Linked DNA regions of Mus musculus: all the other regions are linked to region 2. The links are chromatin contacts, called in public HiChIP or PLAC-seq and promoter capture Hi-C maps. All regions are on one chromosome and are shown on one strand. The core of a region is the stretch at or near the end of the contact, and the rest is flanking DNA. Distances in the headings are between cores, read along the strand shown. Region 1 has its middle 17 kb from the start of Gm40961. Region 2 holds the start of Slc25a48 (solute carrier family 25, member 48). Region 3 holds the start of Neurog1 (neurogenin 1). Region 4 overlaps 4930550C17Rik (RIKEN cDNA 4930550C17 gene).

Region 1 (4,186 bases), core at 826-3,325, 210 kb before region 2:
GATTATGATGTGACAACTGTTGTGGTTGCCTGCCCAAGATACACAAAAGCTGAAGCCAGCGAACAACTCCAGTATTAGCTGGGGTGGGGCTCTCATGATCTCTTGCCCCTGGATAAGAGGTAGCCAGGGACAGCTGGTGGCTTCTGGGGGAGTAAGAGTCAGTTTCATTAAGGGTGTGTGGCATCTGGAAGGTCAACCATGCTTAATAGACGGTCCCATAGACACAAGTCCATTTGGAATCAATGTGCTAAAAAATAAAAAGAGGACAGACTCACACTCTCACACACTCACACTACACACACATACATACACTCACATACATACATACTCATACACACTGACACACTCACACAGACTCATACTCACACACACTCACACACACACACTCTCTCTCACACATAATCACATTACTGAGGGAAGTCAGGACAAGAACTCAGGGCAAGGACCTAGATGCAGGAATGGTGGAGGAATGCTGCTGCTCACTGGCTCACACACTCACACACACTCACTCATACACACTCACATACACACACTCACAAACACTCACACATACACACACTCACACACACTCACTCATACACACTCACATACACACACTCACACACACACACTCACACATACACACACTCACACATACACAGGGCTTCAGGGATGGTGCTGCACACAGTGGGCTGAGCCCTTCCATGTCCATCCTCAATCAAGACTATCTCTCATAGACATGGCCAGTCTGATTAAGGCAACTCTTCATTTAAGGTTTCCTCCACCCAGTTGGCTCTAAAAACTAACTAGGACATTCATCTCCAGGATACTGGTATGAGGTTTAAAGGGTCTAAAGTTATTTGATTATTTATTTATTTATTTATTTATTTATTTAGTGTGTGTATGTATGTGTGTATGTGTATGTATATGTTTGTGCAGTGTGTATGTATTGTGGTATATGTGTGGTGTATGTGGTGTGTGGTGTGTGTATGTATAGTGTATGTATGTGTGTGGTGTGTATGTATAATGTATATATGTGTGTGCAGTGTGTATGTATTGTGTGGTGTGTGTGGTGTGTGTATGTATGTGTGTGGTATGTGTGTATAATGTATATATGTGTGTGTAGTGTGTGTGGTGTGTGGTCTGTGTAGTGTGTGTATGTGTTGTGTGTGGTATGTGTGGTATGTGTGTGTGTGTGGTGTGTATGTGTAGTGTGTATATGTGTGTAGTGTGTGTGAGAGTGTGTGTGAGTGGGGTGTGGTGTGTGCATGTGTGGTTTCTGTGTAGTATGTGTTTATATGTGTGTATAGTGTGTGTAAATAAATGTGTGGTGTATATGGTGTGTGTGCCTCTGTGTGTGACTGTGTTGTATGTGTGTGCGACTATATCTGTTTCGGTGTGACTGTCTGTTTGAGTGTCTGTGTGACTGTGACTCTGTGTGTGTGTGATTTGCACCTTTGGTTCTCTCCTCCTACCATCTGGGTTCCGTGGATAAACCCAAGGTTGTCAGACTTGGCAGCACAGGTCTACCTGATGAGCCATCTCTGGCCCAAGGCTAAGGTTTAAATAGAGGGCAAAAGGTGTGCATAAGCAAATAGCAATCTTGGTCAAGGTGTGGTCCTGTCCACCACTGACTCACTCTTAGCTGATTAACTCCAGCAGGGTGACATGATGTGTTATCCATCTCTTTCTGGGAGACAGGCTCCCCTCCTTTAGCTGGCACTAGGTGTCAGCTTTTTGTTTTTGTTGTCTCTATCAACATGAAGTCCCTGGGGGAATTCCAATTCCTTGGGGTCCATTGATTCAAACCAAGAAATACAGAGAAGAATGCAAGGCAAGTGGGGAAGAAGGTGTGTGTGCCCTGCTAGGATGATAATCCTGCCCCTTCCTTTCAGACACATGCTTTCCTGTTTCCACAGGCTAGGGAAATCCCTAAGCTTTCCAGAAATGGGTGTTTAGACTCTAGAAACTGATACATTCAATTGAGAGGAAAACAAACACCTCAGATGTGTTTTTCTCTCTGTGGCAGCTGCTGTGGACTAGACATCTGGGGCTTGGCCTGGGCCACAGCTCATTAAAATCACAGAGAGAAGGGCTTCCCTCCAAGAATGTTGCTTTTTGCATATTTACATAATGATACCCATGCAGCTACCCCTGACCTTATCAGGAAGCAGAATTCATGCTGGCTTGCCAGATGTGCTGGCAGACTTTTGTCTGCTTCCTGCTCCTTAGGGCCAGGCCCCTGGGGAATGAGGCTGGAAAGAGCCAGCATCCTCTCTCTGCAGGCCCTGCTGCCACCCCAGCTGATGTGTGTCTACATCCCTGGTAGTGAGTAAGTCTCAGGCTTCCTGCATCTCAGTGGGTTTCCTGAAACTATGGGGAATTTCTGATCCAAGAGGGCTGAGCCAGTGGGGGGTGGGGGTGGGGGGCAAAGTTTGCTTCCAACAAGTCCTAGGGAGTGTCGTCGGTCCCATGACTACCCTTGAGGGTGCCTAACTAGTCTTTCTGAACCCACTGAGACTTTGACCCTTGGCTGTGGCCCCAGGGACCAGAGACGTCAGTGTCACCCGTTATGATGCAAGAGTCTGCGGTTCCATCCCAAAGCGGCAAAGCGGTGGCTTCAGAGTCTTCGTCGTCCCAACTTTTAAGAGGCAGCAAACCAGAGTGTGTTAAGGATGCTGAGCTGGGCATTGTGGTGATGAAAACAGGAAATAGAAACTGGCGAGGAAGCTTTAGGGACAGGGACTTCCATTCTTGTCCTTGGCCGTAAGCAGCAAGTGTTTGGGGGCTCTGTCATATTTCTTCTTCTTTTACACAGACCCCCAGAGGTTGGACCAACTGGACTGACTGGCTCATGCTCACCACTACCCACACCTCAAGATAGACAGTCCTTATTAACTCCAGACAGTGGCCCTTGGCAGCAACCCATCTTTGGAACACACCACTCTTACTCCAGGGCAGCAGCTGTCACCTCTGAAGCTATAATACGCTTGCAGTAAAGCTTATCGTTCTAGTGGCTTTTCTGTTACTATGATAAACAGCAGGACTGAGAGCAACTTGGAGAGGAAAGGGTTTATTTCAGCTACACATCTAGGATGCAGTCAATCACTGAGGGAAATCAGAGCAGGAACTCAAGACAAGAACCCAGAGGCAGGAACTGAAGCAGAGATGGTGGAGGAACCGTGTTTATGGCTTGCTCTCCCTTGATTTGTGCTCAGCTAGGTTTCTTATAGAGCCTAGACACGTGAGCCTAGGAATGGTGCTACCCATAGTGGCTGGGTTGTCCCACACCAGTTGTCAGCTAAGACCACATCTCATAGATATAGCCATGGCAAAGTGATTGAGGCAAACCTTCAAGGGAGCTTCTCTCTTCCAAGGCGACTCTAGATTGACAGTAGAAAGTAACCAGCTCACTCACCCTCTGTGAAATCCATTTTTCATCTTAATGAGAAAAAGGACCGGGAAGGCCCTCCTGTGGCTTTGGTAGTGTGGATTCTCTAGGACTTTAGCACCTAAGCTATCACCCAATGGAGGCAAGGAAGCTTTTGTTTCTCTTTGTGATCTGTTCTCCCTTCGTCCCGATCAGCAGCATGAACCTATAACTCTAGAACTTAGGAAATGGAGGCAGGAATATCAAGAGGAGTTCCAGGCCAGCTTAGCCTATTTACATGAAACACGAGACCCTGGTTTTGTTGGTTTGGTTTGGTGGTTGGTTGGCTTTAGCTTTTTTTTGTGTGTGTGTTTTTTTTTCTGGTTGTTGTTTGTTTTGGTTGGTTGGCTTTTGTTTGGGCATTGTTTGTTTGTTTGTTTGTTTGAGAAAGGGTTTCTTGGTGTAGCCTATCTATAGACCAGGCTGACCTGGAACTCACAGAGATATATGTCTCTGCCTCCAGAGTGCTGGGATTAAAGGCATGTGCTACCACCCAACAAGGCTCGTTTTCTTCCTTGTTTTTTTTTCCCCTTTCCTTTCCTTTCCTTTCCTTTCCTTTCCTTTCCTTTCCTTTCCTTTCCTTTCTTTTCTTTTCTTTTCTTTTCTTTTCTTTTCTTTTCCTTCTCTCTTTCTTTATTTTTCTTTTTATTTCTTCATACAAATGAACCTGGAGCATAATCAGACAGGCCAGAACCTAGAAACCTGCACTTGTAACAAGGTCCTACAATGGCCGTATCAGAGAATCATCATTCTGTATAGTAAAATCCCCAGGGGAGT
Region 2 (4,369 bases), core at 987-3,486:
AAATGAATAGCTTCAAAGCAGGAGTGTAAGGGGGAGACAGAGAGAGAGAGAGACAGACAGACAGACAGACAGAGACAAAGAGACAGTCAGACAGAGAAGCAAATAGAGAGAGACAGAGGCAGAGAGAGACAGAGAGAGACAGACAGACAGAGAGAAAGAGAGAGGGACAGACAGACAGACAAAACACTTGGCTACACACATACTGGTGTAAAACAGTCCCAGACCTAGGTTAAGAAGCCTCTGTGGTGCTCAGCAACCGACAGTCACACAGGGCTCTTTCTCCATGACCAATTCCCCTACCACACGGATGACAACTCTGCCATCAGACGTGAGTTTAACAAGCCAGGCAACAAGGACACTTGTTGCTTGGTCTAGAACCTTCTGTCTTCTTCACCCTCCACACTCCGTGAACTTGGCAGCCCAGAGGTGAATAGAAGCAGGCAAATCCTCACTCTGTCCAGCAGGGAGGGAGGGGCTCAGCTCTTAGGGTACCTCGTCTCCCTGCCTAGAGCAGGGCAGGTATCCCCACATCTGGAGAAGTAGCTCAGAGTCAGCTGCAGACAGGCACCTCCCTGTTCACCCTTACCACCTACCTGAAATCAGGGGTGCAAAGTAAAAGGGAGGGTACTAAGGCAGTAGTTTCCGAAGCTTGGAAAGTCTGCTGAGCTTCAAACAAATGTGGAGGATATTGTAGTGAAATTTTGTTGCACAGTGTCATTAAGAAAGACAACTGCTATAGGCAAGTTTGGGGGTTCAAGGACTTTCAAGGACTTTCAAGGCCCTAGGCAAACCCTTGGTGCCCTGTTGCCTGGATTAGAGTCCTAGTGCCTGCAGATGCTCACCTTAGGAAAGTCACCAATTTCTTCTATATTTCCATTTCCTATCTGCTGAATAAGGCTGTAAAGGCACCTACTTCGTTGGGGTTGCTATGTAATGAGAGAAATACGCATAAGCGGAGCAAAGGGCACGGGATGCAGGATTCAATACACAATAGCCAAGAAAAGCAAATGTAGAGGACAGTGGCTGTTCTGAGAGGCAGGGGCACAACTGTGACTCACGGGGAAGATGAGGCATAAAAATACTCTGCAGCTTAGAGGGGTGTTTTACCTCTTGATGGAGTTACTAAAAATCATCAAATCATACACTTGAGCTGGAGGCATTTTTTAATGGAGAATACAAACCTTGGAAGACACAGCACAGGTACTTCAGCCTACCTGGAACCTGCTAAGCATCCTGTCCATGGGTTGCAGGTGACTGGCTATGAGACCGGCTTTGCAGGGAGCCTGAGGCAGAGACTCAGGCTCTCAGCCTCTGACTTGACAGAGAGAGACCTCAGGACACAGCAAGCTCCAGCTGGACTTTATTCAGAAACTTTACTTTTGTTAACTACTCCGGCTTGGTGGTGAACCTAGCAACAGCTGAGGGGTTGGGGTGGGGTACCAAAAAGTTCAGAAGAGCTAAAGATGGGGGTGCTGAAGGCGGCCAAACCAGAGGGATTCCTCTCAGCTGTAGTGTCGCGAGCCACTACACCACAGCGCTCGACTTCCTACCCTGCGGGCTCCGCTCCCTTCAGGATCAATGCCCTTAAGACAACCTGATCTTGAAGTCCAAGTTCTTGGCCGCCCTGAGACCCGGATTTCAGCTGCCAAACCAAGCGCTAACCCAAGCGCTAGTAACTTGGAGATGTCACCAACTCAGGTATGCCCCCGGTCACTGAAGGGTGTGCGCATATTTGGGTGACTCCATTGGTTGTCTGCCCTGACCAGCGGTTTAATCATTATGGGACCCGAGTTACGTTGGAGCCTAAGTTGAGGCAAATCAGAAGCTCGAGAAAATCGATGTGACTCTTAAAGAGCTTGGCTTCACAAATTAGGAGGGAACTCAGGACCAGCCAAGCGGACTGGGCTAGGGACACCCGGTGCTACAGGCGTAGCTCACTCCTGGATGGGCAATGCAAAGCACTGAGCACACTGGGTGCGAACAGCTGGCTTGGCGCCGCCGGGCAGTTTGCCCTGTGGTGCGGGGGTGGGGGTGGTCTTTCGCAAGCAAACTCACCTCCGATCCAGCCTGCCACAAAGTCTTCCAGCTGGAAGCTGCCCATGACCGACACGGCGTGCGCCTCGCCCTCCCGCAGCCGGCGCTACACGCGCTCAGTGTGTGTCGGGCATGGCCCCACCGGATCAGGAACACAGCAGAGGCGCGACTCCGTCACCCTGCAAGTTCTTCTCTAAACTCCGAGTTCCAGCCACCCGCGCTCGGGCTGTCAGCGAATGAGGGCGGGTGGCTGACAACCCGCCCCCAAAAGACCTTAAAGGCACAGCACTTCGACAAGGTGTGATCCAGGAGGCGGGGCCCCAGTCTCTTAGGGGAATTCCTTTGGTTCTTCTTGACACTACTCTCTCCCCAACAGTACAGCTTCTGAGTCTTCAGGTGGAAGCGCCAGCCAGAGGAACCGGTCCCTGTTTAACAGTTTGCAAAGTTCATCAAAAGACGGAAAGAGGGACGGACGCTTTACAACCACCAAATGTTGCCTGCAATAGAACTCACCTGGAAGACTCACCTGTGTTAAAGCAAACAGTCCTGCACTTACTAACGGAAGGTTTGGTGTTGCAGTAAATCTCCTCCCAAATATGCCCGGGCAATGAAAACATGACTCAGTTAATATGAATACATGCTGTGCGCCTAGATTGGGCAGATCTACCACTCCACTACCATCTTCCACAGTTTATGAGACCCCTTAGAACTTGAGGTTTCTCCAGGCCATGTGCTTCTGCTCTTCACCTTCCATTTTCTCCTCCTTCTCTCTCCTCATCTTCCACTCCACCTTCCCTTTTATCTGCCCAATCAGCAGCTCGCCTTTATTTTACAAATTAAGGTGGGAAGCAGGTTTACAGGAAACCACCTGAGTGCTGGCTGACTCATTCCTTGTTCCCATCCACTCACAGGAGACCAGAATTAATATCAAATATAATTATCCCCAGGGCTATCCACAACAGTTTGGGGAGATGGGTTAGTGGAAAGTTCACCTGCTGTGCACGCATGAGGACCTGAGTTTGGGGTCCCAGAGCCCATACAAATGCCTGACATGGTTGGGTGCCTGGAACTTCAGAGTTGAGTGGGGGGGGGGGGGTCCTCATAGACAGGAGGAGCACTTGACAGCTTAGTGGGAAACAGCATAGGAGACTTAAGGTTCTCCACACATACACACACACACACACACACTGTCTCTCTCATATGCACATACATGCGTGCACACACATATACACTCACATGCACACACATACATAGATATACCTGTACACAACTCACACAGGTGTGCATGCACACATATAAATATATACACACAAGCACATACATGTGTGCACACACATATATATGCATGCAAACACATACATGCACATACATACACATGTGTGCATGCATACATGTACATACATATACATAAGCACACATACACATTCACAGCACACATACATACACATGCATGCACATACACACATTGAGCCACTGCTGCTCCATCCCCCTCCTGAGATGACACTTGGTGGGGGTTAGTGTCGCTCTGTGCTGACCTGGCAAGGTAATTCCTGTCAACTGTGGCCCTTCCTCTAGCCACGCCCTCTCAGAGCCCTGTGCTCAGAGAACCTGGTGGTGCAAAGTCTCTTTCAGGCATAGCTGGGGGTTTCAGTGGCAGGAGATCCCCCACCAGATTTTGGCTCAACCCACACTGCTGCAGCCAAAAGATGGTCCTCTCTGCCTTAGATTCCCTCTGTAAGCAGACCACACTCCCAGCAAAGCCCCCAGCTGCAGTCCAGGGACATCCAGGCTGGCCACATGAGGCACCTTTAGGTTCCATTAGGAATGTCCTGCCTTCCCCTGTGTCTGTGGGTGACCCTGTGTTCAGGGGTGTCCAGCTAACTCCCAGCGAGGATGCAGCTTGGGGTCCCAGCCACAGCCCTAAGGGTAACAGGAGTCATGGTACTGCCTATAGGAAGTGCCTCTGCTTGGCCTGCTCTTGTCCTAGGGTGGCACTTTTGGGTCAATGTATAGGAGCAACTGGCCAGGCTTCTCCTCCCAAGGCAAGACTCTGACCACTGAGTCCTGCTATAGGGTCTGCTGAGGAGTGAGGCTCAGCATCCTCCTGTAGCCCTGTCTCCTTCCTCCATGGCATATGTACAGAGTTCATTTTTAAATTCTAGAGCCAAAGCCACCCCTCTGAGTGCAGGATAGAGCATGAAGCACAGGTTGGCAAGGGGAGTCTTGTAATGTCCTACAGAGGAGGGAAAAGCCACAGCCCATAGCTGAGCTCCCTTCATATGCACATAGTGACCCATTCAGCCACACAGTCATCACCAGCACTAGGCTTCATGCT
Region 3 (4,311 bases), core at 1,627-4,126, 190 kb after region 2:
TACAGCTGCCTATCTTTTACCACAGAAGACCCCCCCACCCCCACCCAGATGGGTCTCTTTACTCATTCCGTCCCCTCCTCCACCCTCACCCCTGCCCCTGCCTAGATTGTCTATTTACATCCAATTAGTCTTTCAAGGCCTCCCAAGTCTGACTCTGAAGCCATCTCTGATGGTTTCTTTCCCTTTGGGAAAGATCTGCTCCTTAAGGATCCTCTCAACACCATGAGCCAGATGCCCATGACCACCCTGCGAAGCTATGAAGCTATGTCTCCCCTCCCCAAGACCAGAGGCCTCTTCTCTTCATAGACCTGGCTGGCCCAGGCCAGCCAGGCAGTAAGTGCTTAAAGTGACTCTGTTGGAGACCTGTGACCAAAAAAAAAAAAAAAAAAAAAAAAAAACATGGGGTGGGATTGTAGTACCCGGGGCAGCCTGGGGAAAAGGCCTCCGTTTCCTGCGTTTCAAGTACAGAGGCTGAATAAACAATCTCCATGAGTTCTACTAGCACCGAACCCCACCATACAAGAGTTAGGAGTCAGGGCCTCCCTTAGCCAGTCACCCCCAACTTTCTACACCCCAGACTTAATAGACAGCCAGCCCAGAGCAAGCCACCAACCTCCACATGAAGTAAGTGCAAGTCTCTAAGCTTCGGCAGCATGGACCTGCTTCCCTTGCTAAGCCACAGACACACACCTGGCAAATGGAGCCCAGTAGCTCCACTCAGCAGACTGGCTGGACATCCACCACCTCCTGGCCACCTCTTTTACCAGTGACCAATGAATGGCTCTTCCAGCTTGTCACCATGATTCAAGTGACCTTTAAAATGTCACCAGCTCAGAGTCAGTGTTCAGTTTGACGGAATGAACTTTAAATTGCCTGGTCTAATTGTCAGAGCCGGGAGTGAATTCTCACGCTCTGGTACTGCAAGAGGTGGGTAGCTAAAATCCTCATGGATACTATTCCAAGGGTGCTGGCCCGACTTAGAAATGGGGCCATCACGGGTTCAGTGGTTGGACCCCCATGGCCTCAGAATGTAACCATAGCTAGAACAACAGTTCTGGGGGATGCGATAAAAGTGAGAGCCTAGAGCCATCTTGGATTCAGTAGTGCACAGTCATGCAGCTCTCCTGAAGAAGACACAGAGTCAAAACAGGGTAGGACCCACGAAGGCAGGAGGCAGAGCGGGATGCTTCAGTTATGAATTAGTGGCCAGGACATCCAGGAGCCACAAGAAATTGAAAAGGATGAAGCCCCTTGGCATCTTGGTTTTGAGCTTCTGGCCTTCTGAGCCTCAGAAGAGCGATCTTCTGTAAATTTAATGCACCCACTGTGGTGTGGTAATTTTAAGGAAGCCCAAAGAAATAAATACAGGGCCTGGAATTGTCACAAGGTCAGACTGGTGCCGGTATTCTGGGACCACCAGAAGCTGTCACAGGGACAGAAAGAGGCAGAGCTACCATTGCACAACTCCCAGCAGCCCTTGGGCTCCTGGGATGCCCAAGGATCTGTCAACAATTACTTTTTCTTGCATAATCTGATTACAGCCATTTCCTGCCACTTTTTACAAACCTCCTCAAGCCCTAATCTGTAACTGTGTCCTAGCTTTCTGCCCAAGAGCTGCTACAGAGGGAAGGAGCCACGGGGCAAGAGCTAGGCATAGGCAAAGAGGCTGTGCTTTCTCTACCAAGGCGCAGGTGTCCTGGACAGAGCCCCTTTGAAGACAGCAGGCTAGGCATTGCACTGGGCCTGAGGCCACCACTCAGATATCATGGAAAGGGGGGGGGGGCGCCTCTAGGGTGTTCCTTTTGTTTTTAATACCTGACTCCACGATCCAGGTTTGCTCCTTAATAAATAACTCCTCTCAGGTGCATTTGAGAGGCTGCCTGAGCCTCTATTGCTGTCCGGCAAACAGGAAAATGACTCGACCCACAGAATGAGGACATTTCTCTGGACTAGGCAAGTTTATAGGCAAATTGGCAGAAGGGATGGGGACGGAATTCCACTGTGTGCTTGCTGCCTTCTGTGGGACATCTCTCTCCTGGCCAGAAGCTAAGTCCCTTAGCCAGCTGGCACTGGGGTGAGCCCCTGAGGCTGGCACCATTCCAAAACGTGCGGCACAAGAGGATGCTTGGAAATGGAGAGAGCAAGATTTCAGGAGAAGAGGGGGTCTGCACACCCCCATATTACCTCGTGAGTCTTTGAGGAGGGGTACGCGGGCAGGGGCAGAGTGGGGTCAAGCCCCAGCTCAGTCTGGGAACTCATTGGATCTTTAGATCTTTCTCTTGCTGTCTTCTTCATTAACCTTGGCGGAGCAGGGACATCTATCCCTCCTCAAGACGTGTAACTGTTTACTGGTCCTGTCTGTTTAGATGCGAATAGTCAATCAGTAGCAGGCAAAGGGATGCGAACTCAGTAGCAGGCAAAGGGATGCGAACCCAGCCTCCAGCCTCAGCCCCAGCTCTCCATCACCCGCCACAGAGCTCACACTTTCTGCCAGGGCTCCTCCTCCCCATCCACCCCAGCGAGGGACACCCGCGCGCCCCTGGGAGGAGTGTGCCTCGGCCCGCCGCTAATCGCCCCCGGCCCCCGCCTTCGCCCGGGTTTCCCGGCCAGAGACGCCCCGGCCTCCCTCGCTTGATCCGGCTCCCGGAGCAGGCCGGGCCACCGATTGGCCGGCGGTAATTACGGGCACGCTCCAGGAGGGGGGCTGGGCGGGGGCGGCCTCCCGCGAGCATAAATTATGCAAATAGCAGGCGCCGCACGGGGCTGACCTGCCGCCTCTCGCCATTCACCCGCGCCGCCTCGGGGGCGGAGGTGGCCAGGGAGGGGGCGCCCATTGTTGCGCGCCGTACTTAAGGGGTCCTGAGGCCGGTCGTGTGCCACACTTGGTGCTCACAGGAGCTGATCTGATCGCCGGCGACATCACTCAGGAGACCAGCCCGGCGCGTGGCCCCTGCAGGCGAGGCGAGGAGGGCCAAGCCCATTCACTCCCTGAGCCCCTGCGATCTTCCCGGCCCTCGCGCCTGCAGCAGGCACAGGCTAGCCCCGGGTCGTACGGACAGTAAGTGCGCTTCGAAGGCCGACCTCCAAACCTCCTGTCCGTCTGTCGGTCCTGCACACTGCAAGATGCCTGCCCCTTTGGAGACCTGCATCTCTGATCTCGACTGCTCCAGCAGCAACAGCAGCAGCGACCTGTCCAGCTTCCTCACCGACGAGGAGGACTGTGCCAGGCTACAGCCCCTAGCCTCCACCTCGGGGCTGTCCGTGCCAGCCCGGAGGAGCGCTCCCGCCCTCTCCGGGGCATCGAATGTTCCCGGTGCCCAGGACGAAGAGCAGGAACGGCGGAGGCGGCGAGGTCGCGCTCGGGTGCGGTCCGAGGCTCTGCTGCACTCCCTGCGGAGGAGTCGTCGCGTCAAAGCCAACGATCGCGAGCGCAACCGCATGCACAACCTCAACGCTGCGCTGGACGCCTTGCGCAGCGTGCTGCCCTCGTTCCCCGACGACACCAAGCTCACCAAGATTGAGACGCTGCGCTTCGCCTACAACTACATCTGGGCCCTGGCTGAGACACTGCGCCTGGCAGATCAAGGGCTCCCCGGGGGCAGTGCCCGGGAGCGCCTCCTGCCTCCGCAGTGTGTCCCCTGTCTGCCCGGGCCCCCGAGCCCGGCCAGCGACACTGAGTCCTGGGGTTCCGGGGCCGCTGCCTCCCCCTGCGCCACTGTGGCATCACCACTCTCTGACCCCAGTAGTCCCTCGGCTTCAGAAGACTTCACCTATGGCCCGGGCGATCCCCTTTTCTCCTTTCCTGGCCTGCCCAAAGACCTGCTCCACACGACGCCCTGTTTCATCCCATACCACTAGGCCTTTGTAAGGCAACATCAATACTTTCTTCCTCCCCCAGTCTAAGAGCAATAATAGATGGGGAACTGGCTGAAGCCTCCGGGGGCCACACTTACCCCCAAGTGAATTCTGGGAGCTTTAAAGGGGGGAGGGGGAATACCTGACCACTTGTTAGGTTGCTGCACCCTCGCTGAAGCTGCCCTCGGTCTATTTCTCCACCCCCAGCACGGCCTCCCCCCCCCCCCGCCCGCCCCCAGACGGCCTTTCGTTTTTGTTGCACTTTCTGAACTTCACAAAACCTTCTTTGTGACTGGCTCAGAACTGACCCCAGCCACCACTTCAGTGTGGTTTGGAAAAGGGACAGATGAGCCCCTGAAGACGAGGTGAAAAGTCAATTTTACAATTTGTAGAACTCTAATGAAGAAAAACGAGCATGAAAATTCGGTTTGAGCCGGCTGACAATACAATGGCAAG
Region 4 (4,529 bases), core at 826-3,325, 220 kb after region 2:
TTAGAGGAGAAAGAAGCTGCATTTGTAACAAACTCAGTAGACTGCATAGGGACACTGGCATGAACTACCAGGGTTCAAATCCTGGCTCTGCACTGTTGGCTAGACAACTCAACGTGGAGTCCTCATCACCCGGTCATGACCATTCAAAACACCTTCTCTGAGCAGTTAAATCTGGACTGGTGTTAAAATGTACCGCCTGCTCTTAGTGTGGGTTTGGGCTAGATAAAACTGATAGATAGCTAGATAAAACTTCGAGGCTGACAAAGCCATCGATGACACTGGAACGTGAAACCATTTGGGAGAATGAGGCAGATAGAAGATGTGGGTGTGAGGAGTCCTATCTGGAAAGGATTCTTCCCTACGCAGAATATCCCTCCCAAACTCATTCATTTATTCCCCTGACACTGAGAAACAATAGTGAAAAAGGACCTTGGTAAAGTTTATGGAAGCCTGAACTCTCCCTGAAGCCTAAAGACCCCTTTATTGGTGAGATCCTTGTGTTTTCCCTAGCTCCAGTGAACGGACTTTTTGGCTTAAGTATGAAGAGTTGATGCAGCTCCCGGACTGTGCCTGTGGTGTTGCCAGATTCCTGGCCCCGAGGCCGGAAGTTTTCTTGCATGAACCCTACTGGAAAGAAGGGCTGGGTTTAAGCTGGAAATGATGACCACTGGACCACACTTGGGGCACACCAGCTGAATCTCCATCTGTTCTGTTCTCCCTCATCTCCCTCTCTCCTCCCCCTTTCTCTTTTTCCCTCCCTCCCTCTCTCTTTTACTGGCAGGTCTTCTCTGCTCTGAAGGCCAGAAGTTCCCGCATCGCCTTCCATAGGGTCAAGTTGTACGACTCCTCCTAAACCAGAATTCTCTGCCGGTGAGATTAGAAGATGCCTGACCGACCCTAAGCAGGAGCTATCCCTGGGCTAGTCGAGTCTCCGAGCCTCCTCAAGGGGCCCAGCAAGGAGCACTCTGGCTAGCTCTCCTCGAGGATAGGAGTGCAGTGACACCCGTTGCGCACCCCAACTGCAAGTTTACTACTTCTGGTTCTTGTGGAAGTGTGATCCCACTTTTTTTCCGGTGTGGCGGGCACTCGCCCTTTCGTGCTAGCGTGACCATTACGCTAGCTAGGCCTTTGTGGACCTGAAAAGATCCGAAGTCTCTCAGAACGCCTCCCACAGCACTAGTCCCGCCGCTGTCTCCTCCAGGCCCCAGGTCTGGCGTCCCCAGAGCCATTGCACCCTCTGGCCGGTCCTCAACGCGCAGCAGCTGGAGTGTGTAGCACAAGCGGTGGCAGGCTCTGTCTGCCCCCACCCACTTCCAGCCAATGTGAAAAAATGCGTGCGGACCCTTTCCCTCCACTCGGAGGACGCTGGACTGGGAATAAAGTGCTATTGAGACCGGAAGAGGCCGCCTCTGTCTGCACAGCTTTGTGCGACGTTTTCGGAGACATTTGCATCTGTTTGCGCTTGGGTAAACGGCGCTAATAGCTCGGCCAGCCGTAGAAAGCCCGAAGATTGTTCCGTGTCTCCCTCCCCCTCCGGGCTCTGGCCCGGCGCTGGCCGATCAGTGCAGTGCGCCACCGGTGCACAGCCTAGGACTGCCAACCCCGTCCGGTTCAAAGATTGAGCGCCCTCGCCCTCGGCCCACTTTTAAACAATTGCCTTTAACAATGCAATTTTAAGCAGAAAATCGTCTAACTAGATTAAGCCTACATGGCACTTAAAAAAAAAAAAACCACCAAAAAACAAAAACAGGGCGTTAGACGAGTCCGCGTCGACAGAGGAGCGCGGTGCCTAACAGGATAGAAAAGTGTGAAATGCATGCAGAGGTGGAACAACCGGCAGGTGCCGGGCCTCCCTCTGGCCGGCCGGGGCTGGACAGCTCGCCTCGCCCCAGTCCCAAGGCTACAGACCGGACGCAGCTCCCTAGGGAGTGGGCGTGTGGGGCTGGGGGCCCATCCCAGCGACCCCCAACGTGCTCTGCTCGCCGGGTCTGCGGGCTCAGCTCTCCTGGCGCTGCAGCATCCTGCCCACCCCTAGTAGGGAGGGCACAGGGCAAGCTAGTGAGGACGGAACGCCCTCTCCACTCGCGAGACTGAGCAGACAGGCTCTTTTAATGGGATCGAAATCAAAGTCAGGCCTTAGAAAGCTCCATTGCTATGGTAGCAAAGTTCCCCTGAAAGCGACAAAGCCTGGAGTCGCCCCCACCCCTTCCCAGGCCTTGCCCTCGGTCCCCTCCCCACCTCCACCCCCACCCGGCGCTGCCTGGAGCCACGCTCGGAGCGCGCTCGGACGGGTTAATCACTGCAAAAACAAAGACATGAAAGACTCTCCAATTGGAGAGCCCTCCACTCCCTCCTCTCCGACCCAGGGGGAGGGGAGAGCCACACTGATGGAGTTTCCCCACCCAGCCCGAGAAGGCGCCGCAGCCTCAGTCGGGTGGGAGTCCCATCCCACCATCCCCAGGCGACGCCGCCCACACAATCTGGCACCTCCCGGAGGACTGATGGAGGTCGGCAGAGGGGATAGAGGAGATCAGGCGGTCTCCTACCCGACCCCACCCACCGCCACAACCCCACAAAACAGAAACACAAAGCCTCAGGATTTTTCTCGGAAGGATTTATGGAAATGTTTGAAACTGGAAAAAAAAAATTCTACAAATTAAAAAAAAGAAGAACCCACATAATTCAAATTAATCGACATTTAAGGAAAAATTGTAGTGTAAGGCTGTGTAATAGTCACATGTAAAACTTCTAGAATGCTATATAATTCAATGTAATGTGGGATCTAGACTATATATGTATACACATATTTAATACGATGTGATACTTAAAGGCTTAAATTACCTTAAAGGTTTCCTTTAAATCTCTCCTTGGAATTCAGGGGACCCTTTTCCAAGCCCTCTGAGGAAGACCAGCAGGGACTTCAAGCCCTGGAGAATTTGATGGGAGCAGGGCAGGGGCTTGTCTGTTCACAGACCAGGAAGGGCCTATCCTCCCCCCCCCCCCCCCCCCCCCCCCCGGCTGGTGGTCCCTGCCCTTAATTTCTACCTTCAGAGACAATGTGGCAATAACAGGAGAAGGTAGAGCCAGGCAGGAGTATTCCTGAAGTCTGAGGAGTCTTTAGCCAAGCATAAGGAAGACTGCTGGCTTCTGGTCCTTGAGTCTGAGGACAGCATGACCAATTCATTGGGCAATTAGACGTTGCTTTTTGTCTTAAGCCTTTGGGGTCAGAACTACTCCAGTACCCAGAATTACCTAAATATGAGTCAGACATTATCCAAACCATTCTTACTCTTCGTGTCAAACAGAGGCTCCCCAACTCCTCCTCTCTCAAAACCCTCCTGCGAGTTCCTGATTTAGACTTTAGAGTCCTTGCCAGGCACAGTGGTGGTGAACATCTTTAATCCCAGCTTTCATAGGCAGAAGCAGGCAGAACTCTTGAGTTCCTGAGGCTAGCCTGCACCACAGTGAGTTCCAGGATAGCCAGGGCTACACAGAGAAACCCTGTCTCAAAAACCAACACCCCCCCCCAAAAGACCTTGAGTCAAGGTGACGTGTGTTTTAAGGTCTCAGGAGTGGAGACCCTTTAATTATTCCCATGGTCAACAGTGGAGCTGGAGAGGTGGGTGGCTCAGTGATGAAGAGCTGGTTTTGATCTTGCAGAGGACACTGGTTTGGCTCCAGCACTTGTATGGTGGCTCACAACCCGATTGTTGTGCACATTCACATACACAGACAAAATATACACATTAAATTGAAGAATCTTAGTTCTTTTCCTCTGAGGCCCTGTATCCTGGCACGATATTAAGGCAGCCCTGAAAGTCTCGAAGAGCGCTAAGCAGAAAGGAGATGAAAGCTCTACTCCTGGCTTGACTGATTCCTGTTGGGTGTCTTATTCTGAATATGCCTGCAAAGGCACTGGCATCAGCTTTATTTCACAGCTGGGATGATGGCACAGAGAGAGTCTGTCTTGGGTCATCCAGAATAAGGTAGCTCTGTCATGACAGCGACATCTAAACTGGGGACCCGCGGGATGATGACCCAGGGGATGTACATCCAGGTGAACGGGCCTCCTCTCTGCCCTCTAACCTCACAAGGAGCAGCCACTTACCCTGTTGCCTCAACCATGCCTGCTGTGGGAGGCAACATCATAAGCCCCGCCCCTTCCACTTAGCCTCAAATCCTCCGGAAGGAGACCTTCCCACCGCAAAGTGGAAAGAAAGACCTAGGCTTCTCTGCTCAGGGTTGATGTGCAGACAACGCAATATAACTCCTTCTGCCTCCATTGGCTGCCTTTCTTTGTGTATCTCTCCAATTCTTTCTCCTTCACAAAAACACAGGCATGGACCTCCGAGATTTTGAGCCCAGGTACAAGATCCGGGTCATTTCAAGACTCTGATTCTGGGGCTGGAGAGATGGCTCATCGGTTAAGAGCATAGACTGCTCTTCCATGAGGCCCTGAGTTCAAGTCCCAGCAATCACATGGTGGCCCACAACCATCTCTAATGGGACTTGATGCCCCCTTCTGGTGT

The links. Promoter capture Hi-C pulls out the DNA fragments that hold promoters and counts their contacts. HiChIP or PLAC-seq counts read pairs in DNA pulled down with a chosen protein or histone mark.
Region 1: a contact with region 2 is called in a promoter capture Hi-C map of embryonic stem cells, with 2.9 times the contacts expected there. The contact joins the enhancer-like site here to the promoter of Slc25a48 in region 2. A contact is called at or near these places in 4 of 39 promoter capture datasets (embryonic stem cells, hippocampal neurons and stem cell-derived epiblast-like cells), 2 of 484 Hi-C or Micro-C datasets (liver and rod photoreceptor), 1 of 115 datasets of contacts at active chromatin or transcription factors (pancreatic cancer cells) and 2 of 9 other capture datasets (adipose tissue and embryonic stem cells).
Region 3: an H3K4me3 HiChIP or PLAC-seq map of stem cell-derived neural progenitor cells shows a contact between it and region 2, with 71 read pairs. The contact joins the promoter of Neurog1 here to the promoter of Slc25a48 in region 2. A contact is called at or near these places in 15 of 39 promoter capture datasets (the 3T3-L1 cell line, the HPC-7 cell line, HPC-7-derived erythroid cells and 10 more), 2 of 15 datasets of contacts at CTCF or cohesin (both in embryonic stem cells), 2 of 484 Hi-C or Micro-C datasets (bone marrow-derived macrophages and embryonic fibroblasts), 21 of 115 datasets of contacts at active chromatin or transcription factors (craniofacial prominence, differentiating embryonic stem cells, embryonic basal ganglia and 10 more) and 4 of 9 other capture datasets (adipose tissue, liver, macrophages and 1 more).
Region 4: a contact with region 2 is called in an H3K4me3 HiChIP or PLAC-seq map of embryonic forebrain, with 4 times the contacts expected there. The contact joins the enhancer-like site here to the promoter of Slc25a48 in region 2. A contact is called at or near these places in 14 of 39 promoter capture datasets (the 3T3-L1 cell line, 3T3-L1-derived adipocytes, the C10 cell line and 8 more), 1 of 484 Hi-C or Micro-C datasets (embryonic stem cells), 14 of 115 datasets of contacts at active chromatin or transcription factors (craniofacial prominence, embryonic basal ganglia, embryonic forebrain and 6 more) and 3 of 9 other capture datasets (embryonic stem cells, macrophages and pancreatic islet).

Annotation. Positions count from the first base shown.
Region 1 is chr13:56,646,145-56,650,330 of GRCm38.p6, reverse strand. No RefSeq gene overlaps it. Among named protein-coding and RNA genes, the nearest start is that of Gm40961, 17 kb to the left of the region's middle. Within about 2 kb of position 2,075, at least 91 of the 459 cell types and tissues checked have an H3K27ac peak or open chromatin away from gene starts, as enhancers often do. A contact at or near this core is called in adipose tissue, embryonic stem cells, liver and 1 more, where this site is marked.
Region 2 is chr13:56,436,222-56,440,590 of GRCm38.p6, reverse strand. It overlaps Slc25a48 (solute carrier family 25, member 48), which reads right to left and starts at 2,236. Exons shown (of 8, transcript NM_177809.4): 1 at 2,056-2,236. The coding sequence starts at 2,101.
Region 3 is chr13:56,250,745-56,255,055 of GRCm38.p6, reverse strand. It overlaps Neurog1 (neurogenin 1), which reads left to right and starts at 2,876. Exons shown (of 1, transcript NM_010896.3): 1 at 2,876-4,311. The coding sequence starts at 3,124. The coding sequence ends at 3,858.
Region 4 is chr13:56,219,092-56,223,620 of GRCm38.p6, reverse strand. It overlaps 4930550C17Rik (RIKEN cDNA 4930550C17 gene), which reads left to right. Exons shown (of 5, transcript NR_131023.1): 5 at 511-1,397. Among named protein-coding and RNA genes, the nearest start is that of 4930550C17Rik, 23 kb to the left of the region's middle. Within about 2 kb of position 2,075, at least 70 of the 459 cell types and tissues checked have an H3K27ac peak or open chromatin away from gene starts, as enhancers often do. A contact at or near this core is called in craniofacial prominence, embryonic basal ganglia, embryonic forebrain and 1 more, where this site is marked.